2 separate regions of the Mus musculus genome follow, and region 2 is linked to region 1. The links are chromatin contacts, called in public HiChIP or PLAC-seq maps. All regions are on one chromosome and are shown on one strand. Each heading gives the region's core, a stretch centred on a gene start, on an enhancer-like site or on the middle of the called end of the contact. The rest is flanking DNA. Distances are from core to core; before and after follow the strand shown.

Region 1 (7,685 bases), core at 3,458-5,957:
TGGGGTCCTGGACCGTAGAGAAAGGTCTACTTCCCAGTTTGTCTTTTGTACTGCTATACAGTGTCTTTATCTCCTTAGAATATTCATTCACCACTCTTTGAGCAAAGTTTGTTAACCCAAACAGCTACTCCCATATAACTCTTAGGTTATACGTTTCTGTGTGTGTATGTGTGTGTGTGTGTGATATGACTCTGTGTGTGGTGTGTGTATCTCTGTCTCTGTCTCTCTCTGTGTCTCTGTCTCTGTCTCTCTCTCTCTCTCTCTCTCTCTGTGTGTGTGTGTGTGTGTGTGTGTGTGTTTGGATAGTGTTTACTTTCCTGTTACCTTGGTGTATTAATGTTGACCATCTCAAGTCATTGGAAATAATAAACATTCTTTCACCCAAATTAGTTGCCTAAAGTGGAAATTACCATCAAGTATATATCCTTTTATTTGAACTCTCTAGTAAACTTCTTTTTTAAAACAAACAAACAAACAAACATGGCATGTTTTCGTGGTTTATGAATGATTGATTAGAACTGCGGAAAGCAAGTTCTCTTCAGCTGTTACCTGTGACCTGGCCCACTGACCATCAAGTAGAACCAGAAACTTTTCTAATGCCAGGGTTTGGATCTCTCGCACTGATTTTAATAGTTCTGATCTCAACAATGAGCTTAAACGAACAGGTTTGATTTAGGTTTGACATCATCAAAGTTCAAATAAGCCTCTAAAAATAAACCAAACCTCAGGAAGGAAAACACTTGTGTTGATGTTGTTGTTGTTGCTGCTGCTGCTGTTGGTGTTGGTATATGTGAGTGTGTGTGTGTGTGATGGATAAATCATACCTCTAACGAATTCCCTGACTTGCTGTGACTTTGTATGCATCGGCATGATCTGGGAAGTTGAGAGCTGAATGGTTAATGATGTTCTCTCTCCACAGCATCAGATGGATCCATCCAGCAATTTCTACAACTACAGAACGGCTCTCCGAGGGGCAGCGCAAAGGTCCCTGACTGCTCACAGTAGCAGAGAGAAGGTGAGCTGCGGGAAGCGTTGCTTATTATAGACTTGTCCGGATGTAAACTACTACCCGGCCTTGCATTTACCTGCTCAGACCTAAGAGACGCGCACTTACCTTATCCCTCGGGAGGAGTAGGCCATGAGGAAGAGGAGCTTGGACAATGGACAAAGAGAACTGGCGAGGGGTAGCACTGTGTATTTGTACATGATATGATTTGTATTATTCCGTTTCTGATGTGTTCTGTAGTGCGTGTTGGTTGGACTTCAGGCAGTGAGTTAAGTCATGTGATAAGGTGACTAATAGCATTAGAGAGTAATTTGGTTTAATGGGAAAAAGACATTTAAGTTCTGCATAAGGTGGTTCCCTTAATGTAACCTTTCTTTCAAAAGAATTAGCTTACCTCCCACAGTCAAGCCGTTTATTCTCAGAAAGTAGGTTAGTTGCTATGGCATTAGGCCTGCTGTGACTAATTGGATATGTAGGTGGCTCAAAAAATACAGGGGCAGTATCTAAAAAAAATTAATGATCCTGTCCTCTCTTCCCCCTCTCGTTGTACCACAAGTTCTGGACTCTGAGAAACATTTCTGTCTCAGTTTCTCTCAGAGGAAGGACAGATTGTCTGTCACGGAGTTTGAGAAGTAAATGTTCAGTTATGACAACAGTTAATGCTGCCTTTTTTCTTTTGAAGAGGTATTCATTTTTACTTTACGTGCACTGGCGGTTTGCCTGCGTGTATGTCTGTGTGAGGTGTCAGATCCTTGGAACAGGAGTTATAGACCGTTGTGAGCTGCCATGTGGGTGCTGGGAATTGAACCGGGGCCCTCTGGAAGAGCAGACAGTCCTTTTCACTGCTGAGCCATTTCTACAACCACTAATGCTGATTTCTTAGTGGTGGCTATCAACTTTTAAATTCTGCCCCCGTGTTAAATGGTATTTTCAACCAGCTTGAAAAAAACGGGAGGAAAATATTCCCTGACTTCTAAGTCATTTCCCCACAGAATCATCAGGACTAATGAGCTAAGGCAAAAACTCCTTTTAAAGATCTGACATTTCTACCACCACAACACAATTTCCGGCTCCGGTGACATCCGAGAAACATTGTAAATGCATTAACTTTGACTTTTAACTGGGGAAACCTCCGGATGGATGCGAGGCAGTGTGCTTGCTTTTATATTTTGCTGAAAAGAGCCAATCTGAAGTGGGTTACGCTTCCTAGTGATCATGGAGGGAGGACCCCGACACCCTGAGCTGGGGGTGCAGGGAAGCTGTGAGACCACCCCACATCTCCCTATGGTGGACACCAGACACCACATGGCCCTTGGTGAGGGAGGGAGGCAGTATGGAGTCCTGTCTGTCAGAGGGCTCTGACAGCAGCCACCAAGAGAAGCCACTGTCACTTGTGCAACTTTAACAGCTGTCCCCAGAAAGGAAAACAAACAATTATTTACACCTATGCCACTTAGACATTTCATCTTGCTTTATTTGTAAGAGGGCGTTCTATATAAATTTATAGGCTGTGCCTGCAGTTGATGGAACAACTGTAATTACAACCATCTGAAGAAGTTAACCGTTCCTTTCTCATAATTGGCCTCAAAAGATAAGAAATAAAAACATGTCTGGCCAGACCTCTCCTGTTATTTTAAAAAATGAGATTATTTTCCTCATTTCGAGCTGAGGGAGTACTTTCTTTATTCCAAAGTAACTGCCCATTTTACAGTCTCCCTGGCAGTGCCTTTCAAATAATGGTCTTTGATCCTTTCCGAATCTCAAGTTTATGTGGTCAGAGCAGTGCATTTCCAGGTACCTATTATGGTGCAAATCAAATCTGTCTTCCGTGCAGGAGCCCTTAAGTGCTTTCTAAATAGTCTGCTCCCTGTGGGTACTCGGAGACTCTGTTCTTAACCATGCGTCTCTCACATGGTTACTTGGTTTCCAGTCCCTTCCCGATCCTATTTGTGTTTCTGCAAACATGGTCCTCCTCATTAGCATTGATTTCTAGACGTGGAACTGACGATGCCTTAAAGAAAGAAGGCTGATCCTGAATTAGCAGCAGTTCACGCTTACAGTACTGGGGGTTGATCCTGGAGCTTTTATACCTACCAGACAAGCTCTCTAGCATTCATCTCTAAGATATCCCAGCTGCCATTTCACCGGTTTGCACTGGTTTGTTTTTAAAGAAGAATTCACCACGTAGCCCAGGCAGGCCTTTAGTAGCTAGGATTATCAAGCCTAAAATGAAGTCAGAATATATATTATTCTGTCTGCATGTACGCCTGGATGTCAGAACAGGGCATCGGATCCCATTACAGATGGTTGTGAGTCACCATGTGGGTGCTGGGAATTGAACTCAGGACCTCTGGAAGAGCAGTCAGTGCTCTTAACTGCCGAGCCATTTGTCCAGCCCCAGCGTTCAGAATATTTTTAAAGGGGAAATTTGTGTTGTAGCTCAGTTGGTGGAGTCCTTGCCTAGGTTGCACAAAAAGAGTGGAGTTCAGTCCCCAGCTTTCCACAGAACCACATGAGGCAGTACATGCCCGAAATCCCAGCACTCAGGAGGATTAGAGATGTCTAAGGTTATCCTTGACTACATAGTGATTTTGAGGGCCAGCCAGGAGGAATACATGATTCAACATGATAGTATATATATATATATATATGGTTATAGAATATATGGCTATATAATATAGCTTATATATAGTTATATAATATATATGTATACATATTAGTTTATATATGGCTGTAGAATATATATGTATATATACACATAGTTTTTATATGGCTATATTATATATATAGTATATGTTGCTACTTAGTTTTCCCACTAATGATAGTGGCAAGACCTAAGAGAAACAAGACATAATCCCTTTACTTACCTCACAAAACCCTTGAGTTCTTATATTCTGCACCGTTCAGTTCCTTGTGTAAAACTGATGGGCACTCTCAGGAGCGATTAAGGGGTTAAAGTCTGAGATTCTCTTCTTGTCATAAGCATGAGAAATAGAGCAGCCAAGTGCCCCACATTAGGCTGGCTGTGTTTCTGTGTTCCTGGAAGAATGACTCAGTAGTCGAGCATCTTGTAGGGACACTGAATACAAAACTCCCAGAAGGAATCCTTCTGCCTCCCACGATTTAATGGCCATGGCAAGAACACAGGCTTAAGTCTACAAGACAGTAAATGAGGCCCATAGCCCAGCCCTGGGACTGGGACAGCACAGAGCCTCTCCTTTAGAAGCCGTTGCACTGTAAACTACCATGTCTTGATTTTCATTGCGCCCCCACTTCCCTGGGGCTGTCCCAGGATGTGTGTTTATTGTCTTACAAGTGCATCCACAACCTGGGTAGTAGCAGAGAGCAGACCAGCCTGTGTCTGGATCAGTGAGCATAGCCACGCTCCAGTGAAACTCTGTGGCCACTGTCACTTCTGTTTCACATTTTTCATGTCCCCTGCAGTATTATTCTTTCGATGCCCTGTGCCAGCCACTTAAAAATGTAAGGTATGTGTCTCCGAGGCCATACCAAGAATAACAACACATACATTTAAAGCAAAACAAAGCACAAACAAAATCCTTACATTTTGCCAGCCCCTAGCTTTTATTACCAGCCAGCTGTCGAGCCAGTTCTTAAACTGATGTGTGATGGAGTCCATAGCCCAGCCCCTTGCCCTACGAGTGTTCTTTGAAAGAGGCAAGGGTCAGTGTAGATGCGAGCCGAGCCGGGACCAGGAGAGGGAGAAGGAAGTGCATACAGTCTTTGCGAATGCTGCTTCAGGCGCTCTGCAGACAAGAGCAAGTGCTAGTGGAGCAGAAGATACGTTTGATTATTCTCAAGGATCAATGAAACAGAACTAATCAAAGGTGTTTTGGCTTTTTGAAAAAGACTTCAGGGAAAAGATCTGAATTTCTCTCTAGGAGAGAGTTGGCACTTGCCCTTTGTGCGTGAGCCAAAAAGTTTGTTTTCTCATTCGTGAGTCATGAGCTTAGAAGACTTCTAAGACCTGATCTTGGTGTTTTCAGAATTCCCCAAATAATCTGTTGGACGAATTATTTACAGTGCAGAACTTTTTCAAATATATCACATTTGAGAAAAAAGTAAATAAAAGTGGCTGTATCAGAACTTCGATCGCTGATTGAGACGGGAGGGGTCCGATACAGGATACTTGTAAAGATTGCTACTCTAGGATAGTCAGGAAAGTACCGCCTCATCAAACCACAGAATCCTGGCCAAGAAGGTATCATTACAGAAGCGTATTGGCTTTTGAAGTCTTTAATTTTAATTCACACATTTCCATCTCCCCCTCACTTGTAGTGCATCTGTCTGGCAACAGACAGTGCAAGGTTCTTCTAAGGGGCTTTTCCAGGGCAGCATGTGAAGACTCGCTCTCTCATGTAGCCAGGTTTCTTCTACAGGAGATGGTAACAACTGCTTAAAACCTTCAGCTGTCACAGACGGTAACAACTACTTAAAACCTTCAGCTGTCACATTATCTTGAGAAATGGCGTCAGGAGGAAAATATAAAACCAACCAACCAAACAAACAAACAAACAAGCATAGATGTCTAATGATGGGGTAATATAGAGCATAGGAAGAAGATGGGTCATGTGCCTTTAAGACTACTATAATTAAGGGGTCCCTAAATGAATAGAGTTCTTTTAGGTGCTTCTATTTCAGCACCTAAAGTAAACATTGAAGAAAATAGGAAAATCTGAACAAAAAGTATTGACCCATCCACTTGCCAACAATGCTGGTCCCTACTGTGCTTAGGTGTTGGTGACATTTGTATCCTAGGCTAAGCCGTGGAAGGCAGTGAAGTGTGTAGCGTGGAGCATACAGGAACAGTGTACCGTAATTCACCATAATTCACCGTGGCCTTTCATGCAATGCACGTTAACGTTGCTCATGTATCCCTTCTATCTGTGACAAGAGACTATTTATTTACCCAGACAAACTCTGAATCTTTTTCTTTCTAGATTGTGATACCATTCTTCAGTCTCTTAATCAAAGACATTTATTTCCTCAACGAGGGCTGTGTCAACCGTCTTCCAAATGGCCATGTCAACTTTGAGGTGAGTGGAACGAAGTAGGATGTGAATATCAGTAAGGATCAGGCTTGGTGGCACACTCAGGAGGCAGAGGCAGGAGGATTACCCCAAGTTTGAGGCCAGTCTGGTCTACATAGTGAATTTCAGGGCAGCAGTGTGACATAATGAAAGTCTGTCTCAAAAACTAAAAACTTAAAAACAAAAGCCAGAGGGCGTTGTTTCTCAGTGCCCCAGCCTAGCAGCAAGGCCGATTCTGCAGCTCAGAATAAACTTGCTATTGGCCTGCTGTCTATAAGAAAATGAGAGCACCAAATAGCACAGCTGCCATTCCACCCGGTGGCACTGTCGCTTGTGAGAATGTGAGTGATCTTCCATTCCCTAGCTAGCAAACACAGTGCTTATTAAATGAGGACGAGACGATGACTCTGAAGTTCCCAAACTGGGTGCTTTTCAAATGGAATTGTGCCCCGCAACCCAATAATTCTTGACCATTACCCTTAAAATCCTTTAATTCTCTTTCAGAAATTTTGGGAACTGGCCAAACAAGTGAGTGAATTTATGACATGGAAACAGGTGGAGTGTCCGTTCGAGCGGGACCGGAAGGTCTTACAATACCTGCTCTCCGTGCCTGTATTCAGTGAAGATGGTGAGTCTTTGGCTTGTACCTGCCCCAGATGCCCCCAGATGAATGCCGGTACTTGGCTGCCTCTCGTGAATGATGCCAGGCCTCTGAGCTGATCCAACCTTTTCCATCTGCTGCATGGACAGTCTTATAGTTTACCCCTAAAATGTTTTCACTTTGTAATCAGCCAAACATAGGACATTAGACATCTTTCCTAATGCCTGTCCTGCCAAATGATAAGCATGCTATTGGGAAGCTGTTAAAAGGTATTTGAAAAAGGTGTGGATAGTGTTGACCTGTTAGAACACTGGACAATGGAAGAAGAGGAAATGCCTGGCTATGTGTAGGACAATTCCTAAGTAGTCCATAGAACACTTAGTAGGGAGATTACATACTTGTTGACGCTATCTGCAGTAATGGCTGGCAGACATCTTGAATTCATATTGCCTGTTTGGGGGTAGGCAGCTGATTGTTTTCATCTCTGTAAATAAGATTAACAACAACTTTTACAACCTTGAGATGTAAAAGCTCTCAAAGATCTTTTGGATTTAAACAATCTACACGTGATTTCTGTTAGTGAGCCGAGGGTGCCAGGAAAGAGGCATGGCCCTTCCTTTCAGAGAGAATATAAATCTGAGTGTGCGGCGGGACAGTACAGTTTGCATTTTGAAAGCTTCTTGCCTCATATATTCTTTATTAATTAAGGGCCTTCTCAGCTCAGAGCCATGGGGTTGCCCATGGCTAGTCAGAAGCAGAGAGCTGCTCTGTGTTCTTCAGGATAACTCAGTGTATCTGAAGGGTGTACTGGAGCATAGGCTCAAAGCTGAGTAGGCCTTTTCAGCACTGGGGTTAATGGTATCAGGAGATGGCTTCAATCGTAACCCTTTGTCTCCTTTGGTTGATTGTAGCGCTCTACTTGGCTTCATACGAGAGTGAAGGACCCGAAAATAATATAGAGAAGGACAGATGGAAGTCTTTAAGGTGAGTCTCAATGCTTCTTATAATTGTGCTACTTTATAGGAAA
Region 2 (7,685 bases), core at 2,073-4,572, 390 kb before region 1:
GTCTTGTGTTGCTTTCTTTCCTGGCTGGCTTATTCACGGTGCTGAACCGGCAGGAGACATCAGTTTTCTGAGGTTTTACATACTTGCTTATAATCTTTCTACTTGATTGATAATTGGGCTACAGCCAGAATCCTCCATTGTAAACACATTTCTCTTGGATTCTGAGGCTGCTATGGTGACTTCTAACTTGTGATGTGGTTTTTCAGAATGTGAAAGAATATTCCCAGTTCTTGGTTTTCAAATCCACAAATTTTAAGTTCTTTGTATCTCTGATATTCATATATTTATAATGTTATCTCAGCATGGGTTAGTTCTTCATTAACTTTTTTTTTTTATCACTTCTCACCCCCTACCCCACCCCCCGAAACCCAACGTCTTCTAGTTTCTGTAAATTTCCTTGGTTTGTTTCTCTCAGAATTCTGTTGCTAGTACAGTTGTGTTTTATAAAAAAGAAAAAGAAGCCAGGGATATGTTTGGTGGACGCACAGTATGGTGTGGGGGGAATGGTTCCTCTACAGGCCCATGCTGAGGCATCCCCACCCCCACCAGGTACCAGCCATGGGATGGATAGAGTATGGAATAGAGTTTATTTAGGCTAAGAGGAGGGGAGCTGAGGGGATAGGAGGTAGTAGAGACAGGGGAGAGCAGGTGGGGGAGAGTAGAGGAGTAGAGGCCAGCCATGAACACGTGGAGAGAGAGGGGGAGGGGAATGGGAGAGAGGGGGAAGAAGGTAGGGAGGGAGCAAGAGCTACAGAAGAGAAGAGAGCAAGAGATTGAGGAGGGGGCAAGTGAGTCAGGCACATCTGGCTGTTGTCAGGTAACTGTGGGGCAGAGCCTAGAAGAAATGCTAACAAATGCTCTCTCTGTCCTCTTTCTGGAACTCTGGCTGGTCAGGCAAAACCTCATTTTCTCAAGTTTTCTGTCCTGTTTTCCATCTCTTTGACGTGTTGCTCTGTGTGGCTTCTCATGCCTGCCCTTTACAGTTTCCTGTATTTAAGTGTTAGCATTATTTAAGTTAAAAAAAATCATGAGAATTTAATGCAGATGTTTGATCATATTCACCCTCTTCTGCTCTTCCCAGATTGCCCCCCCCCCCAGCTTGTCTTTTTTTTTTCTCCCCCAATTAAGGCCAGTTTGTGCTGCCCAAATACCCTTAGATGTGTGGCCTTCCACTGGAGCATGGTTGACTTACCAGGGCTACTTTCTTAGAGAAAAATGACCTTTCTTTTCCTGGAGCTAGCACTGTCAATAGCTCCTAGGACAAGGATGGCACTCCATGCCCATCTCTGCTCTCCATGCTGGCGTTGGAGTTATGTGTTCTGGACCTGGTTCACACAGGCTTTGTGCCCAGTGTCCCACCGAGCTCATATGAGGCTTCAGCACTATTTAAGAGTAAGAGAAATCTCTTATTTTACAATCTATATTCTTAGCACTGCCATGTTGGTCTTTCACAGACGTTATTTTAAATCCATTATTATTAAACTAACTTTTTCTCCTCTAGTAAAGAGGTCACCGTGGTCCCTTTCCACGAGGAGGGGAGAGCAGTGTCGCGAGTGTGTCCAATTTCCAAGCACGCTAAGGAGAGCAGTTATTTATTTTTTTTGACAGTTTCATACATGTACCTAACGGATTTCTGTCATTCTGTCATTTCTCCTGCCATTGCTTCTCGTGTCTCCCCTTCTTCTCTGCTGAAACTCTTCCCCTTTCCCTAGTCTCCCTCCTGCTTTCACGTCTTCTCTCCATGTGTGTGATACACTTAATTAAGTCACCTGCATGAGCATGGGAGAGAAGATGCTCACTATAGCACGAGCTAAAACACTGAAGAAAAGGACAGATCCTCCTCCAACAACCATTAGCTGCTAAGAGTCCCTCAGGGATCCACGGCGAAGTCTTGATGGGCCCAAGCTTGTATGGGTCTTGCTGGTCACCAGAGCTACATTAGATTCATGAGTAGAATAGCCGTGTCATATCCAGAAAATATCTTTTTTTGTTACATATCCCTAATCCTCCTTCCTTCCCTATCTTTTACTACTCTGCTGCTCTGAGATATTTCCTGGGCCCCAGAGGGAGTGGTGTCCGTGTCCCATGTGTGGCTACACGCAGCTCGTTGGCCGGCTAGGAGGCTCTGGAGTGACTGAGAGTAAGACTTCAGACTTTCTGAAACTGATTGTGACATCATGGAAAATTTCTTCTTTTCTTTCTGCACTATGTCTCATTGCATGGATTCCTTTTGTCTTCTCAATTCTTTGCTCATCTTACTTTAATCTTGCATGCTTTCCTAAAACTCCAGGCATCCTTGGCTGTCCATTCATATCTAAAGATAGAACCCTTTAGAAAGCTGAAAGGAAGGTTGTCTGCTCATTGGACTCTCCAGGGTTGGCCTTCGATGGAAGGCAGCAGTCTACTGCTGCTCTTCACCGGGGACTAATTTACCAGAGCTCATAGTACTCTTGCCTGCACTTGGTTCAACTGCCCTGGAGACAACCCCTTCCAGTGCCAGGAATCTCTTCCTATGCAGTCTACAGATGCTCACTCCATCTCCCTGTCTTCATTTGCACGCCTCACCTCCATCTTCCCTCCGGTGCATCTGTCCCCTCTCGGTGTCCTGCAGGGATAAGGGAGGATGGCCAGATCCAGCAGCACTCCAGCTGTGGAGACTGCCTTGGTGCACCAGCCATCTCCAGTTCAGTTCTCATGAGCATCCTCCTTCACAGACACTTTCCTGTCCCTCCTCCTCTCTGGGACACCATCTCCTCCGTCTCTATTCCTCTATCCATCTTCTGAGGCTGGCCCTCAGATCCCTTCATACTGGAGTGATTTGTATTCCAAGAACAGGGAGATTGGAAATACCTGCTATCTAGAAACTGAAAATCCAAGCCAATCGTCACTTTAAATTGTAAAATGGGGCATTATCATGTATGCCTGAGTAAGTTGCTATATGGAAAGTCAGTCTCTCTCTCTCTCTCTCTCTCTCTCTCTCTCTCTCTCTCCCCTTGTCTGCTGAAAGCTGACACACAGATCTTAGGAAGACACTCTATCTCACGTTAAGGAAACAATGGGTGCGCTTGATTAAGGCTGAAAATTACCTTGCTGAGCTTTTCATCTCCCATTGGTACAGTGGGGATTTCTTTCTTCCCTTTTAACAACAACAGCAGCAGCAGCAGCAGCAACAACAACAACAAAATCATGTCTTCTGATCACATCAGGCTCAGACTACAATAGGGAATAACTGTGTGTCTCCCAGCCTTTCAGCACAGGAGCCCCGAGTGCAGGGGTGACCAGGGGTGAAAGGCTCAGCATTCTAGTGGCGTCTAAATCAACAGAAACCCTACCAGGAGCTGTAGTGGCTGGTGTGGAGGGAAAGTATGATTCTGCTCTCTGACAGATGGTGGCGTTGTGGGGGAGATACAAACAGGAACTGCATTACAGGAGGTCAGAAGGTACGGTGGGTGTAATTGACATCGATGGTTACTTTGTGTCAGCTAAGGTGCCTGACAAGTGCTTTACATACCACAGGTCGTGTGTTCTTTATAACAATCCTAGGTGCCGGCTACTTTACAGCTTGGGCATCAGTAAGTGAGGCGACCTACCCAAGTCTGTGCACTTCAGGGTTCAGTTTCTGGCAGTGTGACTTGGGGATCTCTGCTCCTTTTAACCTATTCTGCAGGGATGCGGAGCCTATGCAGATGGCTGGGTGTGGGCAGACAGGCAGCCACACATTCCTGGAAACTGTGCCCCGGGGGTCTGGTGAACATTGCTGAGAAGAGGAACGGACTGTGTAAACATTTGCTTCTGCTTGAATGTGCACCTCCCGGCCCTCCTCCATCAATTAGGAGCGCCGTCTTGAAGAATGCTGCCTCAGCTTCTGAAGCGAGGACCCCAGGACATGCATTAATGAGAGCAGAGGGAGCCACAACTGACAGAATAATAAAGCTCTCGGAGGGAGCACTGGCTCCCAGGGAAGCCCGGAGCTGGCTGATGGAACAGCGGGAGACTCTGTCCGGCTCTCCTGCATCTCTGTAAGCGGCTTGGCTTCCGTCCTGAAGCTTAGAAGAGGCACTTTCTCCCGGTGACTTGCCTCATAAGGGCGGTTAATGAGCACCGTGGTGACAGGAGACACTTCTCCACATTGTTCATGGCTTGGGAGCATACAATCTGCCGTTGCCCTCCTGATCCCAAAGGGAAGAAGGGTTTTTCGGCTGTTCAGAACAAGGTCGCCAGAGCAAAGGGCACGGGGTTAAGTGCAGCAGGTCTCAGAGTTCACTCCCTTGCTCTGGGGAAGCGTGGATTTAGAAGGGTGTGTGCTGTTTTGTTCTGAGGGTTAATCCCTCCTTTGTCATTTTTTAAAAATATTTTTATTACATATTTTCCTCAATTACATTTCCAATGCTATCCCAAAAGCCCCCCATACCCTCCCCCCCCACTTCCCTACCCACTCAGATTACTTCAGACAAATGAACTATTTCTATGACCCATTAAATCGCTAGAGAGAGATTCCTTCAACAAAATAGCTTTTTAAAAAGATCTTTCTTCTCCTTAACTCTTTATTATTATTATTATTATTATTATTATTATTATTATTATTATTAAGAGGTATTAATCTCTCTTTAAAGGCAAGGAGGCTGGTGCTGAGCTCAGAGATGTTTATAAAGGTGAATCACTCACAGCAAGTTCCAGCTCTCTCTCTGCTCTGAATCCTGGATGCTTTCTTCAGGCCCATGCTATGTTGCCTATCTCTAAATCTCTCTAGTTCCACAAGGTGTGTGTGTGTGCACGTGTATGTGTGTTGTGTGTGTATACACAGGTGTATGTGCACATATCTGTGCGTGCACATGCTTGCATGTAGACACTAGAGGTCAGGGTTGAGTGTCTTCCTTGACTGCTCTTTGTATTATTTCTGGAGACAAGGTCTCTCATTTACCCTGGAGTTCATCAACCAGTTGGCCAAGCAGCTCTAGTGATCTGATCTGCTTGTCTTTGCTTACCGAATCCATGCATGGAGTCTACACTTAATCTTTGTGTAAATGTTGAGGGTCCAAACTCAGGTCTTCATGCTTGCGTGCCAGACACTTCTCTGACTGAGCCATCTCCTCAGCCTCTTCTTTGAAAGACCTTTTGTCACAAGGCCCCAGAAGATCACCCAGAAAGGGACATATTAACTGGTAGCTCATTGGGTGTTTTCCTTTAGATTCTATGTGTTAAGAATATTTTTCTGGGACATGGAGAAAAAAAGATGGTGTAAATTTGGCACTCCGCCAGGCTGCCCTTGCCTTGATGACATAGGAGCAGCCTATGCCGCCACCCAGGGTTCATGTCCACTGTGCTCCCTAGAGATGATGCACGCTTCCTTTAAAAGGCCCCAGCCACCCCAGATCACTCTCTCTGTCTTGTCCCTTAAGGGGACAAGGTCTTAGCTACAGGAAGAGTTTCTTTTAAAAGAAGAGTTGGCATTGCTTGGAATACAAAGTGAATGTAGGTGATGATGTGTGGGCAGAGGTGGGGAGATGTGTGAGAGAGAAGGATGAAAGGCCAAAGCAGGAACAAGTTTCCTTCCAGCGGATGCATATGCCTGAAAGAGGAAAGGGAACTTCTGGAGCCAGCTTCAGGGTTTGCAACAATGTTGACGGAGAGGGAGAGAGGCAGTGTGCCTAGAAGATGTGTGGTCCTCACATCATCTGCTCCAGTGGTCTATGTCTTTACACAAGAACACAGCTTACCTTTATGGGGCGGACAGGAGGTTTCTCCGTGTTGGGCAGTTTATAATAGAGACCTCAAAATAGGATCTTGTCCTAGCTAGTGGACAGGAATGCCAGAAGGGGCATCTCTTCTAAGTGAGCAGGCCTGCCTGGAAGTTATGTGCATACTGTGCTGGGACTCCAGTGCACACTCTCAACCGATCTCTGGATTTTTATGTTATGAATGGTCATATCTGTTCCCCATAGTCATTCATCACATCTCTTAAATGACTTTGGGGGTCTCAACTGTCAAATGGGGGATGTTACCTAGCTACACAGGGATTAGAAGCCATAGAAGGGGCTTCTCGCACTGCCCAGGGAACTACATACAGCATAGTTCTTGATTCCTGCTGTAAGTTAAAGGTAAACTTACACCATGTCCAGAGCCCTTGATATCCTGCAGATGAAGGAGGATGTTCTCAAATTCCTTGCCGCAGGAACCCACTTGGGTGGCACCTACCTTGACTGTCAGATGGAGCAGTTCATCTACACAAGGAAAAGTGATGGTATCTACATCATAAATCTGAAGAGGACCTGGGAGAAGCTGCTGCTCATAGCTTGCTCTATTGTTGCCATCGAGAACTCTGCTGACGTTAGCGTTGCCATCTCCTTCAGGAACACACAGAGCGAGCTGTGCTGAAGTTTGGGGCTGCCACTGGAGTCCCTCCAGATCCAAGGAGATTTCAAGGAGCCATTGGCTTCTAGTGGTGACTGATCCCAGGGCTGACTACCAGCACCTCCGAGAGACCTCTATACCAACCTGCTCAATATGGCTCCATGTACCGCAGACTTTCCTCTGCACTATGTGGACATTGCCCTTGCAACAGGGGAGCTCACTCAGTGGATCTGATGTCATAGATGTCAATCCGGGAAGTACTCTGCGTGTGAGTCAGGAGTACCAGTGGGAGGTCACACCTGATCTCTACTTCTACAGAGACCCAGAGGAGGTTCGGAAGAGCAGGCTGCCGCTGAGAAGGCTGTGACCACGGAGGCATTTCAGGGCAAACCAAATGGGTCGCGCCAGCGCCAGTTTCCGAGTTCACTGGTATTTTGCCTGAGGTGGCAGACTGGTTTTGGGGGTAGCAGGTGTCCTTTGTAAGCCACCTAGCAGTTTCCTATTGAAGATTGGAGTGCCCAGCCGGCCACGGAGCAGCTCACACAGCTCCTGTTGGAGCCACCACTGAGTGCCCCTGAGCTGCTCTGCAGATACCTACGCAAAGCGGAAAGGTGGAAAGAAAATAACGTTCCTAAAGTTGGGGGTGGGGGAAAAGCCATAGAAGGCATTACATAATCTCTCCCTCACGGTCAGCTTTGGACCCCACCCCTCAAACGGAGCTTTGCTCCTCCGCAGATCCCCAGGTCAAGACAGTAGAATACCTTTGGCTCTGGGCAGACACGTGACATTCTGAATTGGTCCAAGTATCAGAACACGGCATCCGATTTATTTTCTGCTTCCTTTAGAGTTAACCCAGCCCGACCTGTCAATAACCTGGGTAGGAGTGCACTCTTCAGGAAAACCCGTTAACCTAAAGACCCATTGAGATGAGGAATAATTATCCCTTCAAGGAGTTAATCCCTTTAGCCTTCTCTGGCGCCAGCAGGTAGCCACTCACAGTGTTACCATAGGCTTGTCTGATGTGGAGGCTCCAACTCAGGAAAGCACAACCTTTTCTTTTTCTTCTTTTGGATCCTGGCCAATAGCCTAAGCATCTTTACCCTCACCTCTGAGCTTTCCCACTCTTTCTCTGGGTCCCCTCGTATCTTTCCCCCTTGCATCAGCTTGCTGGCCTCTGGGCCTCCACTGTAGAACCTACCTGCTTTCTTGGACCCTAACTACAAAAGACATGGCTACTTACTCCTTCCCATCTCTCCCCTTCTGGACAACTTCACTGTTTACATTTGCTTGCCCTGTTTTTTTTTTTTTTTTTTTTTTTCTCAAACTGGTAAAAT

What was found. HiChIP or PLAC-seq counts read pairs in DNA pulled down with a chosen protein or histone mark.
Region 2: an H3K4me3 HiChIP or PLAC-seq map of stem cell-derived neural progenitor cells shows a contact between it and region 1, with 15 read pairs. The contact joins the promoter of 4930405H06Rik here to the enhancer-like site in region 1. A contact is called at or near these places in 8 of 39 promoter capture datasets (the C10 cell line, the HPC-7 cell line, cranial neural crest and 5 more), 1 of 15 datasets of contacts at CTCF or cohesin (the NIH/3T3 cell line), 2 of 484 Hi-C or Micro-C datasets (bone marrow-derived macrophages and nephron progenitors), 8 of 115 datasets of contacts at active chromatin or transcription factors (bone marrow-derived macrophages, embryonic basal ganglia, embryonic forebrain and 4 more) and 1 of 9 other capture datasets (liver).

What each region holds. Positions count from the first base shown.
Region 1 is chr5:99,221,318-99,229,002 of GRCm38.p6, reverse strand. It overlaps Rasgef1b (RasGEF domain family, member 1B), which reads left to right. Exons shown (of 14, transcript NM_181318.4): 10 at 920-1,015; 11 at 5,968-6,063; 12 at 6,562-6,685; 13 at 7,570-7,642. Among named protein-coding and RNA genes, the nearest start is that of Rasgef1b, 28 kb to the left of the region's middle. Within about 2 kb of position 4,707, at least 76 of the 459 cell types and tissues checked have an H3K27ac peak or open chromatin away from gene starts, as enhancers often do. A contact at or near this core is called in the NIH/3T3 cell line and stem cell-derived neural progenitor cells, where this site is marked.
Region 2 is chr5:99,609,860-99,617,544 of GRCm38.p6, reverse strand. It overlaps 4930405H06Rik (a long non-coding RNA gene), which reads right to left and starts at 3,322. Exons shown (of 4, transcript XR_003955764.1): 1 at 1-3,322. The region is part of intron 1 of A930011G23Rik (RIKEN cDNA A930011G23 gene); the gene reads left to right.